Linked DNA regions of Mus musculus: regions 2, 3, 4 and 5 are each linked to region 1. A link is a contact called in public ChIA-PET and promoter capture Hi-C data. All regions are on one chromosome and are shown on one strand. Each heading gives the region's core, a stretch centred on a gene start, on an enhancer-like site or on the middle of the called end of the contact. The rest is flanking DNA. Distances are from core to core; before and after follow the strand shown.

Evidence for each region. Promoter capture Hi-C pulls out the DNA fragments that hold promoters and counts their contacts. ChIA-PET counts read pairs in DNA pulled down with a chosen protein or histone mark.
Region 2: a promoter capture Hi-C map of liver shows a contact between it and region 1, with 5 times the contacts expected there. The contact joins the promoter of Abcg8 here to the promoter of Haao in region 1. A contact is called at or near these places in 3 of 39 promoter capture datasets (liver and neutrophils).
Region 3: a promoter capture Hi-C map of stem cell-derived epiblast-like cells shows a contact between it and region 1, with 6 times the contacts expected there. The contact joins the enhancer-like site here to the promoter of Haao in region 1. A contact is called at or near these places in 14 of 39 promoter capture datasets (the 3T3-L1 cell line, 3T3-L1-derived adipocytes, the C10 cell line and 9 more), 17 of 484 Hi-C or Micro-C datasets (B cells, the STO cell line, cerebellar granule neurons and 10 more) and 1 of 9 other capture datasets (embryonic stem cells).
Region 4: a promoter capture Hi-C map of embryonic stem cells shows a contact between it and region 1. The contact joins the promoter of Pkdcc here to the promoter of Haao in region 1. A contact is called at or near these places in 5 of 39 promoter capture datasets (the C10 cell line, embryonic stem cells, hippocampal neurons and 1 more), 5 of 115 datasets of contacts at active chromatin or transcription factors (T-cell acute lymphoblastic leukemia, embryonic forebrain, embryonic midbrain and 2 more) and 2 of 9 other capture datasets (adipose tissue and embryonic stem cells).
Region 5: a contact with region 1 is called in an RNA polymerase II ChIA-PET map of memory CD8 T cells, with 91 read pairs. The contact joins the enhancer-like site here to the promoter of Haao in region 1. A contact is called at or near these places in 9 of 39 promoter capture datasets (the 3T3-L1 cell line, HPC-7-derived erythroid cells, cranial neural crest and 5 more), 3 of 115 datasets of contacts at active chromatin or transcription factors (CD8 T cells, effector CD8 T cells and memory CD8 T cells) and 2 of 9 other capture datasets (adipose tissue and liver).

What each region holds. Positions count from the first base shown.
Region 1 is chr17:83,845,495-83,848,129 of GRCm38.p6, forward strand. Haao (3-hydroxyanthranilate 3,4-dioxygenase) reads right to left here and starts at 1,296. Exons shown (of 10, transcript NM_025325.2): 1 at 1,143-1,296. The coding sequence starts at 1,222.
Region 2 is chr17:84,681,819-84,684,453 of GRCm38.p6, forward strand. Abcg8 (ATP binding cassette subfamily G member 8) reads left to right here and starts at 1,303. Exons shown (of 13, transcript NM_026180.3): 1 at 1,303-1,476. The coding sequence starts at 1,414. It overlaps Abcg5 (ATP binding cassette subfamily G member 5), which reads right to left and starts at 1,193. Exons shown (of 13, transcript NM_031884.2): 1 at 910-1,193; 2 at 193-314. The coding sequence starts at 1,055.
Region 3 is chr17:83,049,009-83,051,643 of GRCm38.p6, forward strand. All of the region lies in intron 2 of Gm19689 (predicted gene, 19689), which reads right to left. Among named protein-coding and RNA genes, the nearest start is that of Gm19689, 28 kb to the right of the region's middle. Within about 2 kb of position 1,328, at least 15 of the 459 cell types and tissues checked have an H3K27ac peak or open chromatin away from gene starts, as enhancers often do.
Region 4 is chr17:83,213,934-83,216,568 of GRCm38.p6, forward strand. Pkdcc (protein kinase domain containing, cytoplasmic) reads left to right here and starts at 1,350. Exons shown (of 7, transcript NM_134117.2): 1 at 1,350-2,171. The coding sequence starts at 1,533. It overlaps Gm34686 (a long non-coding RNA gene), which reads right to left and starts at 1,201. Exons shown (of 3, transcript XR_001782234.2): 1 at 1-1,201.
Region 5 is chr17:84,418,786-84,421,420 of GRCm38.p6, forward strand. The region is part of intron 21 of Thada (thyroid adenoma associated); the gene reads right to left. Among named protein-coding and RNA genes, the nearest start is that of Gm24722, 29 kb to the left of the region's middle. Within about 2 kb of position 1,321, at least 130 of the 459 cell types and tissues checked have an H3K27ac peak or open chromatin away from gene starts, as enhancers often do. A contact at or near this core is called in CD8 T cells, effector CD8 T cells, hematopoietic stem and progenitor cells and 1 more, where this site is marked.

The sequences.
Region 1 (2,635 bases), core at 46-2,545:
ATGCCCACGGGCTTGGAGGGAGGAAGGCTGGGAGGAGTGAAAATGAGAGACAGCAGACAGGGAAGACGTGGAGAAGAGAGACAAAAATGGTAAAGCTCCAAACAGGAAAGCAGCAGTGGCAGAAGAGAGGAGGCTCGGGGGGGGGGGGGGGCTGTCCTGGTTAGCTACGGGGGTATTGCGCAGTGACCAAGAGCATGCGTGGACTTTGTAGTCAAACTCTTCCTGGGCTTGCTCATGGACTCTGTCCCCCTCTAGTTCTGTGACATTGGGAAAGTTACTTATTAAATCCCAACTCATGGGGGGCTATGTGAGAAGTCAAGGAGACGATGTGATATACTTGGCTAGTCTTCCCATTGGGGTGGAAATGTCTGGAGCCATTTGGGTTGGGACACTGCCCACTGGAAATAACTTATAGCCACACAGACACGGGGAGTTCGGGTCTGTGGAGGTGGTGCAAGAAGCTCTGCTGTGGAACTGAGGGAGGGGAGGGGGAGGGGAAGGAGGCAGTCTGTGCTGTAGTTAGAGGAGACTTGGGTGGGTCTGGTGTTTGTGTCCTGGCCTTGAGCCCTGAATTAAGAATCCCCAGGACTAGGGATGCAGCTCCGTTTGGAAAAGTGGGAGCCTAGCATTCACTGACTTCTTCCCTCAGCACCTCAGAAACAGGGTGTTGTGGCACTTGGGAAATAGAAGCAGGAAGATTGGGAATTCAAGCCCCCTCATCCAAAGAATTGTTCATCTGACTCCATAGCTTCGGGGTTTGCCAAGGGTTGAGGTGCTTGGTTCTAGGCCTCCAGGCCTTAAGTTCTAGTCCGGGGCATTGAACACCAGGTTCTCCCCAAGGTGCATGGGGGCAGTGGGTTGGAAAGGTGCTTTCAGCTGCGGAAGGAAGGAATGTCACACCCTGCCACCTCATCTCTCACAGCCTCAGAGACACACAAGCTGGTCTCAGAAGTCATGGCCACAAGTCTGTGGTCTCCAGAAAGAGGAACATACTGAGGTAGTGAAAGAAGAAACAGGTCGTTTTCACCCTCCCCAGAAGAGCACCAAGTGGATGGAACGCAAGGTTAGAGGGGGAGGGGACAGCTGAGGGAAGAGGAGTAAGAAAGAGGGTGGGTTGTAGTCACCGGGTGCTGGCGACTCACATAAGCTTGTTGCAAACCGGAGGCTGAAAGGAGGCCCGATTCTCTTCTACCCAAGACTTCACTCTCACACGGCGTTCCATGGCCGGCAGGCAGGACTCTTCTGCCCACAACGTGGTGGCCAGGTAATCGGGAGGTTGGAGTGATGCGATCTGCGACCTGCGATCTGCGCAGTCTCCTGTTGGCCACCTAGTTAATTAGGTTACCAGAGGTCAAAGAGCTGAGCAATCCCCTGCCACTCTGAGGGGGCAGCTCTAGAGTCTGAGACTACTTGCCCTGCCCCTGCACACACGCCGGAGCAGGGATCAAAGCCCAAGAACAGACCCGCCTCCTGGGACATGGCCAGCATCCTCCCAACACCTAGTTGCTCTGGACCGAAGCTGGACTCTGGTACCTACTGGGCCCATGTAAGATGCAGGACGCTGGGCTTTCAGCTTTTCGGGTTTCTTCTTCTGCCCTGCCTCTAAAGAAACATTGTGTTGGGAGAATAAAGGTTTGAAAATCGGAGACTTTGAGCACAAGGAGGACTGAAGGCAACAGGAGCACACAGAGGCCATCACAGGAGGCAATGAACAGGCTGCATCCAGTCTCCTCCGGAGCACGGAGGTCTGGCCCAGTCCTGCAGATGTGATTGGCTAGACCTGAGATACCCTGTCCTCACCTTGCTTTGCAGCTGAGGCCTGGTCCAGCTCGGCAGCCCTGGCGCCTAGTAGTAGTGGGCAGGAATGAGGTGTCCAGCACTGGTCTGAGTGAGCTCTTTACCCCTCCATGGGGAATTGAACCAGAGTCTTTAGTGTGCTAGGCAAACTCTGCCATGGAGCTTCAGAATGTCCCTGTCCCCTCACACGTCTTGTTTATATTTTATTATTTGGTTTTTGTTTTTGAGACAAGAAATCACTTTGTGACCCAGAATGTTGGGCAGGTTGCTATGTAGCTCAGGCTAGCCTCAAACTCTATCCTTCTACCTCAGTACTAGGATTACAGATGGATGTCACCATAAACCTACAATCCCCACCCTTGCATGTTTTAAGCCACCCACATGTGAAGACCTTTACAGGTGAAGATGGTCCTAGGTGTCTGTCTTATTTAGGGTTTTATTGCTGTGAAGAGACACCAAGACCTCTTATAAAGGACAAAGTTTAACTGGGGCTGGCTTACAGGTTCAGAGGTTCAGTCCATTATCATCATGGCGGGAAGCATGGCAGCATCCCAGGCAGGCATGGTGCTGGAGAAGGAGCTGAGAGGTCTACAGCTTGTTCTAAAAGAAGACAGGAGCAGTCTGTCTTCTAGGCAGTTAGGAGGAGGGCCTCAAAGTCCTCCCCAACCCCACTGACACACTTCCTCCAACAAGGCCACACCTCCTAATAGTGCCACTCCCCAGGCCAAGCACATTCAAACCCACCCCAGAGCCTGCCAGACTAGAGGCTCCTCAGCCAAGGTTGCCCTGGGGCAGGAAACGTAGGAGGAAGAGGGGAAGGCAAGGACCACCTACCCTC
Region 2 (2,635 bases), core at 53-2,552, 840 kb after region 1:
TCCTCAAGATTTCACTTTGGTACTAGGTTCTATTGGCAGCCAGACAAGTCACCAGATTGTATTCAAATGCCAAATGCATGGCTGCCTCTCTACAACTTAAACTTACTTCTTAAACATTGTGCTTAGACAGAGCCAAAGCCTCCCAGAGCCTGCCTTAGAAGTACAGGAGCCCCGGCCCCCCCAGGCACTTACCTGAGCTGCCTAAGATGCACATAATCTGGCCACTCTCGATGTACAAGGAGACATCTTTGAGGATTTGCCTGTCCCACTTCTGCTGGCATGATTTGATGTTCCACCAAGGCCCGACACGGTTGCTTTAAAGGAAATCCCACAAGGGCAAAGGCAGAGTAGGGTCCTGGAAGGTGCCAGACCCCTGCTCCCAGCCCTACCCCATCCCAGTTGCCCCTGGACAGGTTGACAACTCTGTTTTAGCCTTATGTACCACTCTGTTGTCCTTGGAGGTATAATGACAAGTTGGCCACCACCCAAGGAGCATGCCTCCCATTAGCTGCTCTGATTACTGGGTCTCTGACTGGGAGATGGTACACCTGCACACTGCTTTCTTCTTGAAGTGAACCCTGCATTCCTTCAGCAGTGTTCATTCCATTTTGTGCCCCCAGCACCCCCACTCTCCGAGCCTTCTCCATCTACACAGGACAGGTGGTGGGCGAGTCAAGGAAGGGGAGAGCAGAAATCAGTGAGAAGCAGCAAGCGGCTTCAGGCAGGGCATGTTTTAATGTCCAGGCTCTGCCCTGCGCAGGAGGAGGAGGAGGAACGACTCACTGTTGTTACAGACTGTCCACTTTCACCCTGATCTGCTGGACAGACAACCCAAAGCCCACAGGCCCACCCACCCATTCAGAAAAGGCAATCAGAGAGCCTAGCTTTTTGCTGTGGAGGTCCCCTTACCTGACGCTGTAGGACACATGCAGGACACCTAAGCTGTGCCGAGCCTCTGTGCCCGTGACCGAACCTTGCTCCAGGGAGCTCAGAGACCCTCTGTTGATGTGAGGCCCTCTGGCTCCCTCTGGACTCAGAAAGGGCAGCTCACCCATGGCTAGCAGGAAGCAAATGCAAGTGAATTTTCTAGTGGCCTGTCCGGCTCCAGGGCAGCTTTAACTGAGGAGCCAATGGGAGTGCCCTGTCCGATCCTACCCAGCCCTGGAATCCTCGTGAGATAACAGTTCACCAATTTGGCCAACGATGCCATTATCTGATGTACCTTTAGCCAGAGTGTCCTTATCTCGACAATAGGCAGAACACACGGTGTGTTTATAGGAGTGTTTGCCAGAGAGGAATGCTGGGAGAAAGGCTGGCACAGAGGAGGGCTCAGGTGCCCCAGCTCTAAGGAGCAAAGACAGAGAGAGCCCAACAGCAGGGGAGGCCACACAAAGGGCACAAACAGCACTGGTCATGGCTGAGAAAACCAAAGAAGAGACCCAGCTGTGGAATGGGACTGTACTTCAGGATGCTTCGGTGAGTGAGCTCTGCCAGGGGGGAGGCAGTGTCAGACTGACTTTTCTTTCCTACCACAGGATTAGTCCTAATGTACCACCTGGACTTCAAGTAGAATGGAAATGGGGCGGCAGGGCCCTGTCTCCTCAGTGTTGATGGTCTGAGGGGAACAGTCTCAGGAGCCAGGAGACCTCTGAGGTCACTTCCCCACGACAGCACGCTCCTGTGAATGACCGGGATTGATGTTTTCCAAATGACATTCCATCACAGAGCGTTGACCCATGTGACTGTCAGACCAAGAATCTCAGTGGTAGTCAAGAGACAGCGGGGAGGTAACAACAGATCGCTACGCTTGCCATACTTATGTAGTAAGTTAGTCCTTGGCATTGTTTGGTGAGAACCAGAGGAAAGAGAAGGCCAGGGGGAAGCCTAAAGGTCTCTGTGTGAGGCTGAGAAGCTGCAGGGACAGACAGACCAATAGACAGAGAGACAGAGAGAAAGGGCAGGTGTCAGGAACAAATGCCAAGGAGGGGTTGAGGCATCTCGCTACCTTGTAGAGTTGAGGCTCTGCTTAGAGAAACCTCACTGAAAGGGCAGGGCTCACGGCTGGGAAGTCAGGTCATAAATCCCTCTGAGGGCCACTTTCCTCTTTCTCCTCTTCCCTCTTCCTTCTTCCTTCCTCCTCCTCTGCCCCCCCACTTCTCCCCCCCCCCTGTGTGTAACAGGAGGTTGAACCAAGTGTTCTACAACTGAGCCATTCCCCCAGCCCACGATTTATTTTTTTCTCTTATTACAAGAAAATATTTCTATGGCTACACATTGGTTTCAGGCAGTTTACAAATACACTGGCTGTGATAGTGATCGCTTGTTTGGGAGCGTCAGAATTGTGTGCTTGCAGTCTTATGGTCTGGGAGGGAGGCAGAGTGGACAGAGAGCAGCGAGGTGGCCAGGAAGTGGAGCTCCTAGGCCTCCTTCCTCATTAACCGGAGAAACATTTGCTTGATAAATGGCCTTTGACTCGAGTTGTGGGCAGGATTTGAAGCAGAAGGCAGTATGGGAAGACAGAGCAAAGACGACCTCCCCCTCCCCCCAGCTTCTACACCCGGCCCACTTTTCTGGAGACAAAGACCAGAACAGGATGGCCACATTCAACAGGGACGCCTCAGTCCCCTGTTCTAGG
Region 3 (2,635 bases), core at 78-2,577, 800 kb before region 1:
ACAAACAAGGGGGGATCTTAGCCTCATTGCAACTCAACACTCACAGAACACGTTTCTCATATTTCCTCCCAGCCAATGCCCTTTAAAGCCATTGTCCTGTACAACTCCTAAGCCAGCCTGAGATCTCCTAGCATGGTCAGGGACCCATCTTGCTGGGATGTTTTGAATCTGAATCTCTAGGAAGCACCTCTTTTTTATGGCCATTAAAAATAAGGAACCAAGTCTCCAAGTCTACCAGTCTCATTTGACGTCTCTGAAAAGTTCAAGCGAGTAGACAAGATTAGCTGCTTAGGCTAACAATGTAGCCCAGTTGGTAAGCTGTTTGCCTAGCATGCACGAAGCTTTGGCCTTGATACCCCAGCATACTGTGCATGATGATGCACATTGAGTCTGAAGCCAGCCTGGGATGCAAGAGACCTTTTATCCAAAAAAACAGGTAATATTCTAGCTCTTATTCTACTTTAAGTAAGCCTTGATTTGCATTGTCCATTAATGGTCCCTCCTTAAAGGACTATCCTAAAGAACAGATCTCCTATCAACTGGCCAAATCTAGCTCATCACTTATGAGGAGAAAAAATATAATTTTACAATATAAGTGACCAACAAGATCAAGAGAAGAACACCTTGTGACCCATAAGCAGAATATGAAATTCCAATGCCCACAGATAAAGTTTATCAGAAAGCAGCCACACGCATTTACATGTTGCCTCTAACAGGCTGTATCCTGGTGCTTACAGCCTTCTAGTCCGAAGAGGCTGAAATATTTACTCTCTAGCTTCTTCACAAAAATGCCTGCTAACTTCTGGCGAAGAGAAAACCATGGAATGCCTTGCTAGTGTCTGCAACAGCCTAAACAACCTAAAACACTCCAGCCACCAGCACTTAGGTACTGTGAGGCCACAGTACCTATGATACTCTTGGTTTGCTTTTAGAAATACATCCCCAAGTGTTTACAAGTTATTATTTTTTTTCTTAAAATGTTTTTGTAGTGATGTAGATCGAACCTAGATAGACCTTACCCATGCGAAACGAGCCTCCTAGCCCTGAGCTACAACCCAAGCTTCTACTAAAGTATTTTAAAAGTTATTGCATAATATACATTCCAACCCCCAAGAGCCCTAGAACATATGAGGATATCTAGTTCTCAAACAGCACTACTAACACAGAATGCATTGTCCCAGCCTCACTGGAAAGTAATGGAAGAGGGCCATCCCCCCGTATGTCCTCTGCTCTTATCTTTATCAAAATACACAGCCCAAGGACCCGGAACGGAAGCGAGAATGAACAGAGGCCTCTTGGTTTCCTTGCGTCACAGAACCGAAGGGAGAAGGTCTCAGAAGTCACTGGACCTGGCTCTCCCTGCTCTCTCCTGAGTACCTAGGCCCAGAGGAAGCCAAGATCTCCCCGGCCCCATCCGTGTGCCCCTTCTCTGTGCACAGCTCCCCGTCATTCGCCCTGACACTCTGCTCCATCTCTTTGATTTTAAATCCTTGACCAAAATAGCATGTCCTGGCTGTCATGTGATGTGACCTTAAAAAAAAAAAAAAAAAAAAAACACCCACAGTGGAAGTGAAGGCCCTAGCTGATTAGATGCTAAGAATCTGGAAATTAATCAAGGCATTGTTGATACAAAGTACATCTATCCTGCCCAACCTTGGCATTCATTACCCAGTCAAGGTTGCTTTCTGATTTCCCTAATCAAGGACTGGCTGTTTAGCCAACTCCTCTGGTCTGGGCACCAGCCTCCCTGGACCGCCTGAGATGCTTCAGAACAGGTGAGAGAAAGCCTCAGCCTGGAGCCCTGGGAGCCTGCCCTTCACTCAGCAGGACACAGGGGCCTTTCACTTTCTCCTGCAAGTCATGACACCAGCCAAAATTACCTTTAAATGAGGAAGAAAGTCATTATTTCATCAATAGGATTGCGTCAATTGAGGAAAATTTGTCTCCAGTGTAAACAAGCGGAACGTCTTTGCGCTCTATAAAAACAAGGTTAAATTACTTGCAGATCCGGGCGCCGGAGAGAGACGTAGGAAGTGAACCTGAAGCCTGACACATTCAAGGTCTGGGAACCGAAAATAATAGGAATTGTTCTGGGTTTTCCAGCAGAATGGAGCATGGAGATGGACACGCCTCTTTGCAGATTCAAGGATGCCTGTGCTTCCCACCACCACCACCCACCCCACCACCACCACCACCCACCCCTGCCCACCCCCGCCCAGTGCTCATGGTAGGAAGGAGCAGAAGAAGATCAGGAGCAAGAGGAAGAAGAGGAAGAGGAAGAAGGTGACTAGCAACACCGTCAAGAGAGGCAGCAGCACACCAAGGTAAATGCAGCCCGAGCCATCTAATCCCTCTCCAACTGGTCACTGCCAAGAACAGGGGACAGCCAGAGCTAGGGACACTGGCTATGCAGTAAAATGAGGAATGTCCAGATCTCAGTAGCCCAGACCTGCACGGCCTCTTTCTTGGCTCCATCATTCCATCTGATAACTCACACTGAGAACAAATTGTCTCCGTGGCAGCTCCATGTATTTCGAGGAGAGGTCATCGGAGCTCCAGCATGGCAAGCAGGTCCATGTGCCTGTCTCCTTGAGCACCTTATGCTGGTGGGTGTCATCCCTGAGCTGCAGGCTGC
Region 4 (2,635 bases), core at 100-2,599, 630 kb before region 1:
GATCACAGGCTGAACTTCCAAAAGAGCTAGCCGCAAGTTTTATTCCCTGTCACAGAGTTCCTCCCTGCGTTGGATAGGAACAGGAGACCTCTTGAGGGAAAACCCCTCCTTCCTAGAAAGCCCCTCAGAAAGGCGGCTCTGGATTCTTTCTCCAGCCCCTAAATTTTACCCCATATGCCGTCGCTCCAGCCGAATCCACGGCACTGCAGGAAGAGAGATAACTTTTTCCTGCCCAGAGCAAAGCAGGAGGGAGCCTGAGGAAGTGAGACGACCTCGGTGGACAGTTTCAGTGCCCTAGGGAAGTGGAGAGCCACGAGGGGGAGGGGCGGCAGCTTATCTCGCAGGAGGGGGGAGCTCACTCCAAACAGCTAATGCACTGGCGTGTGAAAGCCCCTCAATTAGCACTAATGATGCAATCAGGGAGGGAGGAGGAGGGACCAGAAGTTCTGATGGAGTCAGCACTAACACACAGGGCACACACTCACTCCCATCCTAGAGACACAGTAGCCCCTCGGGACATGCGGATGCACACATTCCACAGACAGATGTGCGTGGACACTAATGCACTCGCTGTATACGGTTCCGACCCCCTACTGGCGGGTCAAAGATCGAGGTTCTCGGGGATGGGGATGGAGCTGTGTTGTCGAGATGTGGGGATTCGGGAACCAGGAAAATCAGAAAGTCCTGGTAGAAGACAGTTGAAAAAAAAAAAGAATTCTTCCGAAACCTCCTGATTAACTCTGAGACCACAGTCCCCACCCCTCGCGCTCTCGCAGGTGCGGGGCAGCCTCCCCAGTGCGCCGCCCTTCATCACACCCTGAACCCGGGCTGTCCCAGAGCAGCCTCACCCGCAGAAGGAGGAACCCCTGCGCACTGCACTGCAGCCCCGACTCCCCACCTCCCCCAGGAGGCAGCGTGTACCCCTGAGATCCCCGCACCCGGGCCTTGGCGGCTTGCCCCTTGGAGCCCGTTACCCGCCGGCCTCGCCCCTCCAACTCCCCGCACCAGGTCGGCCAGCTCCGCTTTCGGCCTCCGGGTCCCGTTATCCAGCCTGGCCTCGGGCTTGGAAGCCCTGCGCGCGGCCGCCCCCTCCCCCTCCCCCGCTCCCCAACCCGAGCTCGGGGGGCCGCGCGCCGGGCAGGGCCGGAGCCGCCTCCGCGCCGCTTCCCAGGCCCGGCTGGCCGCGGGAGGAGGTCCCGCTGTCAGTCAGCGGGGAAGGCCGGCCCGGGCGGCCAGAGGGGGCGGCGCCGAGGACTGGCTCGGCCGGGCGCGGGGAGGCGCTGGCGGAGGGGCGGGCGCGGGGGTGGCTCCGGGCCTTATAAGCGGCGGGGGCAGGGCGGGAGGGAGGCAAGTGTCAGGCCGATGTGCCGCCCGCCGGGGGCCGGGGTCGGGGCTGCCCGGGCCATGCGCGCGGGCTGGGCAGGGGGCCGGCGCGGCGCGAAGCCGAGTCGCCTCGGAGCCTGAGCCGCCCGGGGCCGGGGCCGGGGCCGGGGCCGGGGAGCGGCGCGCGGCCGGCCGGGGGGAGGGGAGCGATGCGGCGCCGGCGGGCGGCCGTGGCCGCTGGTTTCTGCGCCTCCTTCCTGCTGGGCTCCGTCCTCAACGTGCTCTTCGCACCGGGCTCGGAGCCTCCGCGGCCAGGCCAGTCCCCGGGGTCCTCGGCAGCCCCGGGCCCGGGCCGTCGCGGGGGCCGTGGGGAGCTGGCCCGGCAGATCCGGGAGCGCTACGAGGAGGTGCAGCGCTATTCCCGCGGGGGGCCGGGGCCGGGAGCGGGCCGGCCAGAGCGGCGGCGCCTGATGGACCTGGCTCCGGGCGGGCCGGGCCTGCAGCGTCCCCGGCCCCCGCGGGTCCGGTCCCCGCCCGACGGCGCTCCGGGCTGGCCCCCTGCTCCCGGCCCGGGCTCCCCCGGCCCGGGCCCGCGCCTAGGCTGCGCCGCGCTCCGCAACGTGTCTGGCGCGCAGTACGTGGGCTCAGGCTACACTAAGGCTGTGTACCGGGTCCGCCTGCCCGGCGGCGCCGCGGTGGCGCTTAAAGCAGTGGACTTCAGCGGCCACGATCTGGGCAGCTGCGTGCGCGAGTTCGGGGCGCGAAGGGGCTGCTATCGCCTGGCGGCCCACAAGCTGCTCAAAGAGATGGTGCTGCTGGAGCGGCTGCGGCACCCCAACGTGCTGCAGGTACGACAGTGGGGTTCCGGGATGAGGGGGCTGGCTGGCCACTCTGAAAGACTCCTTGGTCTTACGGAGTAAATAAGTCTCAGGGCGTCCAAGACTGCCCAGTTGCAGCTAGGTGCAGAACCCAGATTAGGGAACCACACTCAGCACCACCCTGCCGGGGTCTCTCACCCTTTGGGTAGAACCCTGTACCAGCTTAAACGCATCCCGTAAAGACAGAGGCAAGGACCAGAAGGGTCCCAAGCTGGTGATAAGGCAGTGATTAGGAGTTGTGACCACAGAGGACCCTGCTGCTGGCTAAAGCTGGTGGAGTATTATCTCCAGTCATAGTGACCTCAGGTCCAACTCCAACATCCAGCTTCAGTCAGCTCCCAGATGCAGAAATAGGATCCCCCATATTGGTAGAGCCTGAACCATACTTTTTTCAAAGTCCAGCGACACGTCTGGCTTTGGAGGTGATGTTAAGC
Region 5 (2,635 bases), core at 71-2,570, 570 kb after region 1:
CTCTGATGATCCTCCTGCCTCAGCCTCCAAGTACTAGGATTACAGGCACAAGCCAGCATACACAGCTCTCAGGGACCCTGAAGGAAACCAAAGCTAAAGTGAAATAAAAAGAAGATACTGATTTCTAATCTTAAAATTAAACATGACACTGCCCTTTAAATTTAACATATTCTACTTCTGACTTTTTATAAAACCCTAAAGCAAATTAGCAATGTTTTACAGATTTACAGGTCACAAGTCCACAGGGGAGAACAGCTACTTGCTATGTCTCCAGGCATCTATAGCTTACCATCAGATAAACTAGCAGTCTATAAATGTCTAATTTTGGTTTGACAGTATACTATAAAATAGTAAGCCTTAATTTAAATTCCGAGTTTAAAACAGAACCATTTCTTATAATGTTGGGACTGTCTCCAGCTGGAAGACTCTAATTCCATTTTGTTTACATGAGACGCTCCACAGGACTTAAAGCCTAATAAAATGACTATGTTTAAAAGCAATCCTGCTCCATTATAATCATTTCTTACTAACAATGAGAATTTCTTCAAAATCTAAGCTTTGTTCCTCTATATCATTATAAAGGCTTTCTGGTGTGCAGACACCGTCTTACCAGAAGGTCTATTTTCCTTGTTCTAGCAAATGCTCAGCACAGACCGTCTGACTGTTACCCTTCAGGCCTGGGTTCTCCAAGTGAGGCACTGCTTCGCTGCATAACTCAGCTCTGGGTGATCAGAAAACCACATCTGAGTCTTCTCTGTGTTCCCACAACACCCATGCAGTAAAACAGTCAGTAAACAGGCGACTAAATGATGTGGTCTCTCCTGAAGTTTAAAAGTTAACACTTCTACTCATCAGAGCTCAATATACTCATAATTTCTAAAATCTAATATAAACAAAATAAAACAGGCAATTCCTTTGTGACTTATGAATACTAATGAGTGAATTCCGTTTGTAATCAATCACAAAAAAATTAAATAATGACACAACAGAGGAAATGCACCCAGCCAATCAAGGACCCCGATCACCCACGCATCACCAGAATCTGAAGCAGAAGGTTCTACCAGCTGGCAATACTTCCTCACAGGGTTTCTGTGGGAACAACTACTACAGAGTGTGACGCAAGCAAGTGTGAAGAAAACGTACCCAAAAGCCTGTTTTTAGAAACACTAGGTGGAATCTACAGAGAAATTGATATTCAACACAGAAGTTATTTTAAAACCTCAGTAGGCATTTAAAGATCAGTATCAGCATCACACTGGAAAGAGGGCCAACAAAATATCCAGCAGGTCTGTCAGCAGAGCAGCAAGCTCGAAACCTAGACACACACCAGTGAGTCAGGAAACACTGAGATAAGCTTGTGTGCACTGCTCACTCTTGAAGGGTCTCAGCTTACAGCCCTCAAAGCAGCTTTATCTCTGCCACCAGCGCAGGACACTATAAAAGAACCTTTCATTGTGTGATTACAGAGCAGGACAGTCAGACCTGCCACCAGGGGAACAATTTCCTCTTGAAGAAGCTGGGAGAGCACACTGCCTCACAAGAAATGCTCTATAGGAAGGATCAGGTAGTCAAAACTCCAGTAGAAAGTTATCTTTCATGCCTTGAGAGAGCTGGTGTGGGGAAGGGGAAGGGGAAATCACCTTAAAGAAAACCTAAGTGAGTCACTCAGAACAAAGGGAGCACTGTGCCACGCGAACCCATGAGGGGAAGGACAGAGGCAGAAATTAGCTTTGGGATCTTTGTCAGCCCAGGTAATGAATCCATTTCCTCATACTGAAGGGAGCTGGGGAGTATCACAGCAAAGCGCCTTCAATGAACCAAGCATTAAAAACTCAGAATTGAAAATAAGCACCAGCTCTCCTCTCCATATAGCAACAAAGTCCCCAACTTGTCCTCCTGCCTCCTGTCAGCCGTGGTTATAATCATCCTCCTGTGTGCGCTCCTTGAGTAGTCAGCCTTAACCAAGGTCAGAAAGCAGGGTGATCTGAGAACAAAAGCAGGACCCCCAGAACGTAAGAGGGAGGTGAGAAGGAGACTCAGGCTGACTGCTGCTGTTTTAGCTTTACAGAGAGAAGTCGGCTAGGTTCACACTCACCTATCTAAGTGGTGACCTCTCAGGTTGGTGGGTTTTGTCAGCATGTACAGCAAAGGTAGCTTTGCTAAGTGACTATGTTCTTGGCACCAAGAATGTGCAGATTTACCTTAGGTACAGCCAGTCACCCTGATACAAACTAATTCTTGAAAGTATTAAATATATGCAATCACTTTTTATTTATAAAAGCAGAATTTAGAACCTGCTGTGGTTCGAGTACTTGGAAGGCCAGCCTGGGCTCAATAACAAGGCAGTGTCTCAAAAGTCAATATGACGAAGAGCTAGACGAGCTGTCAAGAGCACTTGCTGCTCTGGTAAGAGGACCCAGGGGTCAGTCCCCAGGATCTACATGGTGGCTCCCAACCATCTGGAATTCCAGTTCCAGGGGATTTGGTGCCCTCTTCTGGCCTCCACAGACACAGCGCACACTTCTGATGCATAGTTCTATGCAAGCAAACACCCAGAAAATAATCAAATCTGAAATATTTAAATAAAAAAAACATTTTTTAAAGAAGCAATTTTATGTTCAGAAAAACAGAAATC